Linked DNA regions of Gossypium hirsutum: all the other regions are linked to region 2. The links are chromatin contacts, called in public Hi-C maps. All regions are on one chromosome and are shown on one strand. The core of a region is the stretch at or near the end of the contact, and the rest is flanking DNA. Distances in the headings are between cores, read along the strand shown.

Region 1 (3,174 bases), core at 306-2,805, 150 kb before region 2:
TTTTCGCCTATGGATCTGTTGAAATATAATAGGACAGATAAGCATTCCGACCAATCTGAAATATAGAATTAGAAACCTGAAGAGAATGAAGAGAAAAGTATCAGCTACCGCGCTATACTTCTTATACAACTCTTTTGCAAGCTTCTTATCATTTAGCTGCATAAAAAATGAATTCCATGAGAACTAGAATCCAAACATTTTCTGAGGAGAATTTTCTCCTATAAATAAATGCAGAAAAGTAGAATGTACTTTCTTTTTAAGCAAGTTTGGATCGAAAATCCTTTTGCAATGGACGGAGCAACATCAACGAAGGAGACAGAGATTGATGGCAAATGCACAGTCCACGGTGATGTAGCAGACGGATCACTGGATAGACAACCAGCAGCAAATGGATGGAAAAGAAAAAATTAAGTTAGGGATTTGGGGAAAATGATTTGGGGAAAAAGAGTTGGGGGCTTAGCTATAAAAATGGCGTTTCAATAAAAATTAAAAAGTATTCGCGGCGTTTATGGATAAAACGTCGCTATTGCTTTACCTTTAGAGGCGTTTATGATAAAAATGCCGCAATTGTTTTTAACCTTTTGTGGCATTGATGCAAAAACACTGCTATTGTTTTACCTTTTGTGGTGTTTATGGGGAAAACGCCGGTAACACTGTTCCTATTTGGTGTACCTTTGCGGCGCGTAGCATAAAATGCAGCTAAATATGTACTACTTGCGACGCTATTTCAACAAACGCCACCATATAACGACTTATTGTGGCGTTTTTCGGTTAGTGCCACTAATGGTATATATTTGTGGCATTCTTCAATACAGTGGCCGTTAAATGTTTGACCTTTGCGGCGTTTTCGATTCAAACACTACTAAAAACGTCGCTAAAAACTTAATTTGTTGTAGTATTTTGTGCTTATTTTATTTAATTATAATTATTTAAATATATTTTATTTGTAATTGTATTTAAATTGAATTTCTTAATTTATTATTTATTAAATTTAATTAAAAATATTTGTCACACTAATCAAAAGTAAACTGATAATAAAGAAAGTTAAGGTATAATAGAAAATAAATAAATATAACATATGATAATTTTTAACTGCTCATAAAATAAAAAAAATAATATTTACTAATATATATCAAGAACTAACTCATAAATTTATTTGAAATTCATTAGCAAGGCAATACATAATACTCTTTTGGATAAAATACGAAATATATCATGTAACAAATTTATTCGGATACCACATGATTATCTTCATTAATATTAAGACTCATGTTGCATGAATGAGTTTAAAATAATTTTTAAAAGAAAACATAGAAAATTTAAAAATAGAACAAAATTGACACAATAAAAAAGTATACACCTTTCACCGTCCAAAAAAAATATTGAAAAGAAAATTATTGAAAAGGGTACACAAAATAAACATAAAAAAGGGTGAAAATAATTTTAAAAAAAAAAAAAGATATTGAGAGAACATGTAAGAGAAGGGAAGGAATGACGAAAGGGAGGCTTGTCTTGATGCTATGTAAGAAGATACGAAATAAGAGAAGGAGAGATGGGCGCTCAAAAGGTAAGGCTTACAGCTCGATCGGTGGCCCCCCAACGTATCGCCCCGCATCACGAATCACGACATAAATTTTAGCTGCTTCAACAGTGACACAAATAACCCACCTTTTCGATCGATCCCCTCAATTTACTCTCATTTCTTTTTCTACTTGAAATGATTATTTTGGAGGTTAAAAGAAGGAAAACTTAGATTCTACTACTACTACGAACTAGACCACAGAGTATCGAGAAAGAGAGATCCTACTTTTACTATTCATATGGGATGACCTTATGTATGTATTTGTTTATGCATATGGGATAGCTTTTGATTCTTTCTCTGTCTCCTTATATACTTTCTTCTTCGTATTTTGTTGGGTTTTTACTCTTAAGTTTTTCTTTTTTTTGCCTTGTTGTTTCTTAGTGGATTGAAAAGATTTTCAAAGAAGTTAAGGGAGGTAAAACTCCCCTATAAGGGAGCAAGAAGCCCTTTATTTTAGTTTTGCTTTGGTTAAACCATAGGAGAAAAAGCTGAAATCTTTTATGTTTATGGTAATTTTGTGTGATTTTTTAATTCTGGTTTTGCTGGTATTGAAGGACCCAGAAGAAGAACTGAAAGAAATAGCAGCTTGGCTAACCACAAGAAACTAGAAACGATAGCAAGCAAGCTAATAAAATTAATAAGCTTTGTAGATGGCCGCCGCCTCATCGTCCACACCTTTTTTTGGAACCAGGGAAGAAAATCAAAACCAGATGATGCAAGTACAATCATCCACCGCTACACCCACTTCGTCAACTGCTCCAACCACTGCACCTCAGAAGAGAAAGAGAAATCACCCTGGAACATCATGCAAGTATCTCTTTACATACATCTGATTATGGTCTGTTTGCTGAGCAGAAAAAAAATATTATGGTTTGTTTGTTTGTTTTCTTTTCCCTAAGGCTTTTTAGCTCAAGTATCCAATGAGTAAAGTCAATAGAGAAAGAGGGTTTATGTTCTTGTTCTTGTTCACTCCTTTCTTTCTTTTTTTTATTAAAAAAATGAATATTACCTCTCAATGAACCCTAATCTAAAAATTTGTCAGTTTTCATCATGATTTAATCTTGACAGTTCTCAGATGGTTATTCTTTCACTCCCTCGATTAAGCCTTATATATATATTGTTTTTCATCCCCTATTTTTCTAATGATTTGTTGTTTGTCATTTCTCAATAGCAGATCCAGATGCGGAAGTGATAGCACTATCTCCCAAGACTCTAATGGCAACAAACAGGTTCATTTGTGAGGTATGCAACAAAGGGTTCCAAAGGGAGCAAAATTTACAGCTCCACAGAAGAGGACACAATCTGCCTTGGAAGCTAAGACAAAAGACAACAAAAGAAGTGAAGAGGAAAGTTTATCTTTGCCCAGAACCCACATGCGTCCACCATGACCCTTCTAAGGCACTTGGCGACCTCACTGGCATCAAAAAGCATTACTCAAGAAAACATGGTGAGAAGAAATGGAAGTGTGAGAAGTGTTCCAAGAGGTATGCCGTGCAATCGGATTGGAAAGCTCATTCAAAGACTTGCGGCACTAGAGAGTACAGATGTGATTGTGGCACTCTTTTCTCAAGGTAATTAATCATTAACGTTGT
Region 2 (3,151 bases), core at 609-3,108:
AATGAAGACTAATCTTTTAGCAGAAAGGAGTACTCCTGGACAAAAAATCCCTGCATTTGCAGCTCTAAAGGAAAATATAGAAAGTTTAATATATTATTGATTGATTTTCATTATGCATTTCCTGCAATGATTAAAGCTGCAGCACTGCTCACAAGCTCATATGGTGTGCATCCTTCAGCAACAACAGGTTTTCTTCTGATTGTTTGACCAATGAAAGCTTCCAATACTGCTTAAACTACTAAAATACATTCTAAAAGCAAGAATTTGTTTTCAAAAATTTTCATTCATAAAAGAATGCATCTTGCTTCTCGTATTCATTGACAGTGTTTTAAAAAGAAAGTATGCACCATGATAACAATGAATCTTTCAGTTAGATATCAAGCATCATCAGTTCTAAAACAAAAACAGTCAAGTCAATCTCAAATTGGACAAGCTTGGTCAAATTAATGATATTAAGTTTCCCAAATAGAGAAAAGGAAAATACCGTGAAAACAAAATCATAACCCAACTCAAGCACAGAACGCAGGAAATCAATCCTTCTCCACATCATCTTCAAGTAGTTTGGGGTCATAAAATATGCTTCCTCTTGAAAATCAACATCCTCGGTGACAAGTGAAAAGCAATGCTTATGTACTGCTTGACAACGATTATATGCCTTTTCATCCAGGGCAATAATCACCAAATGGTCCAAAAGCCAATGTGTGCCGTCTCCAAGCATAAAACTCTTAAGGAAAAGGTCAACAACTGAATTGGTACTGGCCCAGGCATCATTTAATGTCGTTAAAATAACAGTATTATTCCCCATAGAAGCATTCCCCAAAACTTCTTTAAGATGTTGCATTGGATTCTGCAGGAAAACAACTTTAAATGTAAAAGCTTTCGAGGATATTCCAGGGATTGTTTTTGCAGCTAAACACTAAAAACAAAACATAGTTAGCATGTCATCCTATAAGGACACTTCGGCGCTTCCTTTAGCACATGCAATATCTGTTAGATAAAAAGCTTAGTCTATTCAAGCTGTTCGAGTAAATTTTACTGCAGAACACAAGGGAAAAATACGGAGCACTAAACACTGAATTCATATTCAAATTACGTAGTACTACCCCAAAATCGATTATCTAAAAGCATCGAGCATATAAATTCAGCAAATTTGTTAACACTTGTAAAAAATTTGCTTTCCGAAAAAATATAAAATAGAATCCTTAGTCTCTACTAAGCACTAGTTCTATCATGCAGGGAATATCTAAACTGGATAAGCCAGTTGGATTCTTAATTTAAACCAATATGACAAATAGTTTAATAAACCAAGTAAAAATATTCCAAAACTAATTGAATTCACAACGAAATTATGCATGTAATAAAAATAGAAATAAAAGGAAAAGAGAACGAACCGGAGAAGGAGAGTTATTGAGATAGGAAGGGAAAATGCGAACTAAAGTGGAAGAGGAAAGGGAAGCGGACGGAAGATGGAGGAAGCGGATGGAATCAGTAGCAGTGTAAAGCATCAAAAGGGAAAGAGTGAGGAGCGTGAAAGGGCAAGCAGCTCGGCGGATGAGCGTTGATGGTTTGGGAGGAGACATACCGGCGGAAGAGCAGTCACGGAGAGGAAGAGAACGAGGAGGAGCGAAAGGGCAGCAAGCTGAAACCGCCGTAGAAGGAGGGTACCGTCGCCTGTGAAACCTTGCTAACAGTCGCCGGGACGCCATCCACCGACAACGACAATGGTTTCATTCCTTTTCCCTGATTCAGATTTTCGATTAAGATTGAAGAGAGAGAAACATGAAACTTGGCAAAGTGGGCCCTCACTCCGCACCACTACCCCCCACTTGAAATTAATTTTATTTCTTAATGTAATCTCAGTTTTGACTGATTTGATTATTTTATGCTTATATTAATTAAGACTAAACGCACTCGTTAATATTTTTTTGTTTTTTATTAAGGATACCCGTAAGATTAAAAAGACTCGGGCAAAATTATCTATATATATGCTAAAAAAAATCATTTGAGAAATTAAGTTGAATTTTAAAAAATTTGTCGATTTATATTGTTTCGGGGAGGAAAAAACGCGTCTTATATATAGAGCAGTTTTCACTGGTGTGGCAGTGAAAAAAACTTACCCTGTAGGAATCGTTTTCAAGAGAGAGAATAAAAACACATCCTATAGGGTGAGTTTTCACTAATGTGGTTGTGAAAACGTGCCCTATAAGATGCTTTTTCACTTAGCTAAAAATTGTTTTTTTGTTCTTTTTTTTCTTGCGATTAGAAATTAGAAGTTTGTATATTTATTTTTATCTGTGTTTGAGATAGACATGGTTATAGTTTTAAGGAACGTTTGAATTTACTGTGGTGCCATGAAGCCATCACCCGAGAAGCTAGATCACGTTGCAAATTAAGGTCTCAGTTGATGGTGATTATACGGTCTAGGGTTGAAGTGTAACTAGGGTTTCAAGTTTATAAAGGTAATGTTGTCAAAGGATGGAGCATATTGGGGCTCTAATTGACAGTGGTTATGCAGGCACATCAACCACTTTTTCCTCGTCAAAGGAGGATGCTTTATAAAACCCCAAATAGACGTACGAAGAAGAAAATACAGTGGCCTTTTAGTATAATCAAGTATTTCGTTTTATCCATGTCCACCAAAGGCAGCGACCCTATTATTATAACCTGTGATATGAGATGAACAATATGAATTACTTGATTATATTAAAAGGCCCCTATGTTTTCTTCCTCGCACTTTTATATAGGTTTCATAAAGCATGCTCTTCTGAATGGGAGAAACTGATGTTGTGCTCGCATAACTACTATCAACTAGGGCCCCAGATATGCTCTATCCTTTGACAACATAACCTTTGTAACCTTAAAGCCCTAGTTACACTTCAACTTAAGACAGTATAATCACTTCCATCTTGTACCTCGAGCTGCAAAACAATCCCGGTTTCTCAGGTGATGGCACCATACTCACACGATAAGTGAAATATGCAGGTTACCGAGCTTTATGACATCGCCATGAACCCAAACACAACTTAAAAATATGACTATGTCTTCCTCAAAGCGAGAGAGAAGTAAACCTTTAAACCCAAAACTTTCAACACGCAAGAAAAAGAAAAAAAACAATTTAGAGGAGACTGAGATATGGGTGAGTAGGGGATGG
Region 3 (3,282 bases), core at 743-3,242, 250 kb before region 2:
TTTAGGGTAGATTAGCAACCGATTAACCAGTTATTACCTCTTGGCCTCTAACTAATTAATCTATTGGTTGATACTCACTTATCTCCCGACCTCACTTTCTTTGCCAGGATAAATTATGATTTACTCAATTAAACTTATCTCTCAAATTTGTTTAACCTATGATTACTTCATGGGGTTGTTAAGCCTAGGGTTTAAGAACACATAATCTATACCAATTAATCTTCTCAGGAAACTCTAAATCCTCCGTTAATCATGTCCCCATCCAATCGTTAATCTCCCCTAAAGGATTTAGCCACTCATTTTATTCATAATCTTAATTTCAATTAAATAAAACATGTAAAGAACTCGATTGAATCAAAAGACAAAAGATATTAGACTAATCCTAAATTTGACGCCGATTGAAGAACGGAGTAGTAAATATCTCAATCAGAATAATGAATAACGTCACTTGTGAAAGCAAATAATTGAAATATTTCAATATTATAAAAGAACTCTTGGATCAAAATCGATTCCAAGAGGAAAGAAAAAAGTTGTTTATGAAAAACTGAAAGAAAGCTAAGTTTAATCCTTCTCCTAAACTATGAGAGTTTTTGAAGGCGTCTAAGATGACTTAGTTACATCAAACCCTAAAGATCTTATTTATAGGAGTGTTAGTAGCCTAAATTAGGTTTTCGACACGTCCTAGGTCTTCGTATAAAGTCCATTGCACAGACAAAAATAACCATGAAAGACTTGGGCAGCATGTCGACCTATGTCGCGACATACAAGGTCTATGGCACGACATGACATGTAATTAATGCCTTGTATGGTTTGTTTCATCGAGTAACGGCTCGAGAAGTTTGTGCATCACTCGTCCCTTGCTCCTATGTCAAGTGAGCCTATGATTCATCATCATGCACAGTCAATTCAACACTTTAGAACTACCTAACGCCTATGTTGGCCTAATAGGACACAACACTCATAAAATATGTTAAAAATATTTATTTTTATTAACTTTTAATACTAAAAACTAAATACTAAACACATTATAATAAATACTAAATTACCTAGAAACCAAACTCCTTAAGTGTGGAAATAGACCAAAATTACTACTACATTTGACGACAAGTCAATTGTGCAAGGGAGCTCGCAAACAAGGCACACTTGGATGATTCATCTTGTTTGTAAGGGGTCACATGGCATGTTGCTTAGAGATATTGAAGGCTTTTCACATGGCATGACAAATATGAGAAGTAATCTAAGAAGATTTGTAATCTTAGAAGATTTGATTTGTAGATTGCTTTTAATCTCGACCATTAATGTACTTTAATTTGTAACATTGGACCTGGGAGAGCTTAACTATAAATAAAGGCCTTCCCCCTCATTTGTACTCACTTCTTTTTGGAGTAATAAAATACTATGGAAGCATTCACTCAAATACTTGGTGTACTTTTGCTTTCTTGTGACATTTTTTGTTCTTTCAAGCTCTTTCTTTGAGTTGCTTCCGTTTAATTTCTAGTGCTTTAGAGAATTTCTATTTGAGAATTCTCACTTTACAAGAGTTAGACCGATTTAGGTACATTTAAAGCAAAAAAATTGCTTAAGACCGTACAAATTGCAAGACTAAAGTTTTAATCCCGTGAGATAAGGGGATGCAAGATACTCATTATAGAGAAATCTTAAATGAATATCCTTGTTGGAAGAATAAAGGAGAATTAGCAAATTGAATCAACTTTTGCTAATATTCGAAGCCTTATCCAAAATGTTGATATTGTGATGGTAAAAAATGGATATTGAAGTATAGAACAAGAAGCAAAACGAGACCACGGAAGCTGTTGATACCTTTTCTCTTTTGTGGAAATTTTCGTTATTATAAAAAGTATATAAATAAATTTGAAAATAAGATCGATCCAATCAATCTCAAGTATTGAATTTTAATATTTTATCGGGATTTTCTCGTAACATCAGGGTCATCGGACTTATAACATGTAGTTCGATTGAAAAAGTTCACCTGAAAAGGACAAATTAGTAATTCACAATAGAATACCTTCCCGACCCTAAGTAAAAAACACGACCTAAAAACAGATTATTAATTAAAAACATTAAAAGGAAATGCTCATTGGTTTTCCTTCCAATAGATTTCTGTTTTGGAGTGTAAGTTTATAAATACTAATAAATCCCCTGAATCGAACCCTAAAGATTCGCTGAGACTCTCACTTTCTCTGTGTTTTCTCTATTTCTACCGCAGATTGAGCTGAATTCATCTATCTAGGGCTTTGGAGTTGGATTTCGATTTGGGAATTTGATTGGGAAATTGAGGAACGAGTTAAAAGAGGGAAAATGGAGGGAATGTTGTCTGCGAGTGATAAGCAGAGCATGGTTTCCTCCTTTCTCGAGATCGCCGTTGGTCAAACTGCAGAAACCGCCATGCAGTTTTTGCAAGTAACCTTTTATTTTTTTCTTTCTTTTTTTTTTGCATTTATATAATAAAGTTCGAACCTTTTTTCTTATATCCAAGGATTTTCACAATGTTGAAGCTTGTAAATTTTGTTTCTTTTTTTAAACTTAAATTCTTAATGGCTTTGTCATTCAATCTGTAATCTCAGGTAATCTGTTATTAATGTTCTGTTACTGAGAATCCTTTTTTTTTAAAAAAAGGTCCGAGGTGAGTATTGTTATTTATGCGTATGGAACTCAATTGAAAAATATTTGTGGAAAACAGGCAACTAGCTGGAAGCTGGATGAAGCACTTCAGCTGTTTTATGTCGGTAATGAAGGTGGTGTAGTTGGAACGGCTTCTGAGTCTCCAGCAGTGGAAAACGTAGATTCTTGGGTTGATCAAAACTCTGGGTTAGAGAATTGCACTATTGTTCACTCTAAATCACCACCTACTTGTTTGTGTTCTTACTATTACTGATGTTGTTGTCATTGGCTTCTAATGTTGTACAGTGAGTTGAAGGAGTCTGGAAACAGTGATGTTGGACCCATTGGTGGAGAGGAAGTACGCCCTCCTTTACCTGTAGTAAGGGAGACTCTTTATGATGATGCATCGTTATATGGGTATCTTTTCACCCTCTGATTTTTATTTTTTTTTATTTTTTATTTTTCCATTTTTAACAGCTTGCTTATTGCAGCTGTATATTGATTTTCTTTTCTTTATATGAAGCTGCAAATGTATATGTTGGCTTTTCTTTTTTGGTCATTCTTTTGTTTTTTCTGTGTCATGTATATTGTTTTTAGGTGTTGTATGATTTGGAGATAAATTCTTTTGCATTTTCCTATTAACTCCTCATGCAGTAATAT

Evidence for each region. A called contact is a pair of places that touch in the nucleus more often than the background predicts.
Region 1: a Hi-C map of leaf shows a contact between it and region 2, with 3 times the contacts expected there. The contact joins the promoter of LOC107909938 here to the promoter of LOC107907924 in region 2. A contact is called at or near these places in 10 of 34 Hi-C or Micro-C datasets (callus, fibers, hypocotyl and 1 more).
Region 3: a Hi-C map of leaf shows a contact between it and region 2, with 2.5 times the contacts expected there. The contact joins the promoter of LOC107909936 here to the promoter of LOC107907924 in region 2. A contact is called at or near these places in 7 of 34 Hi-C or Micro-C datasets (callus, fibers, hypocotyl and 2 more).

What each region holds. Positions count from the first base shown.
Region 1 is chrD02:51,233,842-51,237,015 of Gossypium_hirsutum_v2.1, reverse strand. LOC107909938 (protein indeterminate-domain 5, chloroplastic) reads left to right here and starts at 1,555. Exons shown (of 4, transcript XM_041088255.1): 1 at 1,555-1,997; 2 at 2,137-2,389; 3 at 2,757-3,153. The coding sequence starts at 2,233. It overlaps LOC107909937 (a long non-coding RNA gene), which reads right to left and starts at 625. Exons shown (of 8, transcript XR_005910260.1): 1 at 250-625; 2 at 109-156; 3 at 1-15.
Region 2 is chrD02:51,079,678-51,082,828 of Gossypium_hirsutum_v2.1, reverse strand. LOC107907924 reads right to left here and starts at 1,858. Exons shown (of 4, transcript XM_041089376.1): 1 at 1,392-1,858; 2 at 485-847. The coding sequence starts at 1,706.
Region 3 is chrD02:51,333,668-51,336,949 of Gossypium_hirsutum_v2.1, reverse strand. It overlaps LOC107909936 (plant UBX domain-containing protein 7), which reads left to right and starts at 1,992. Exons shown (of 10, transcript XM_016837647.2): 1 at 1,992-2,133; 2 at 2,228-2,421; 3 at 2,702-2,829; 4 at 2,929-3,039. The coding sequence starts at 2,320.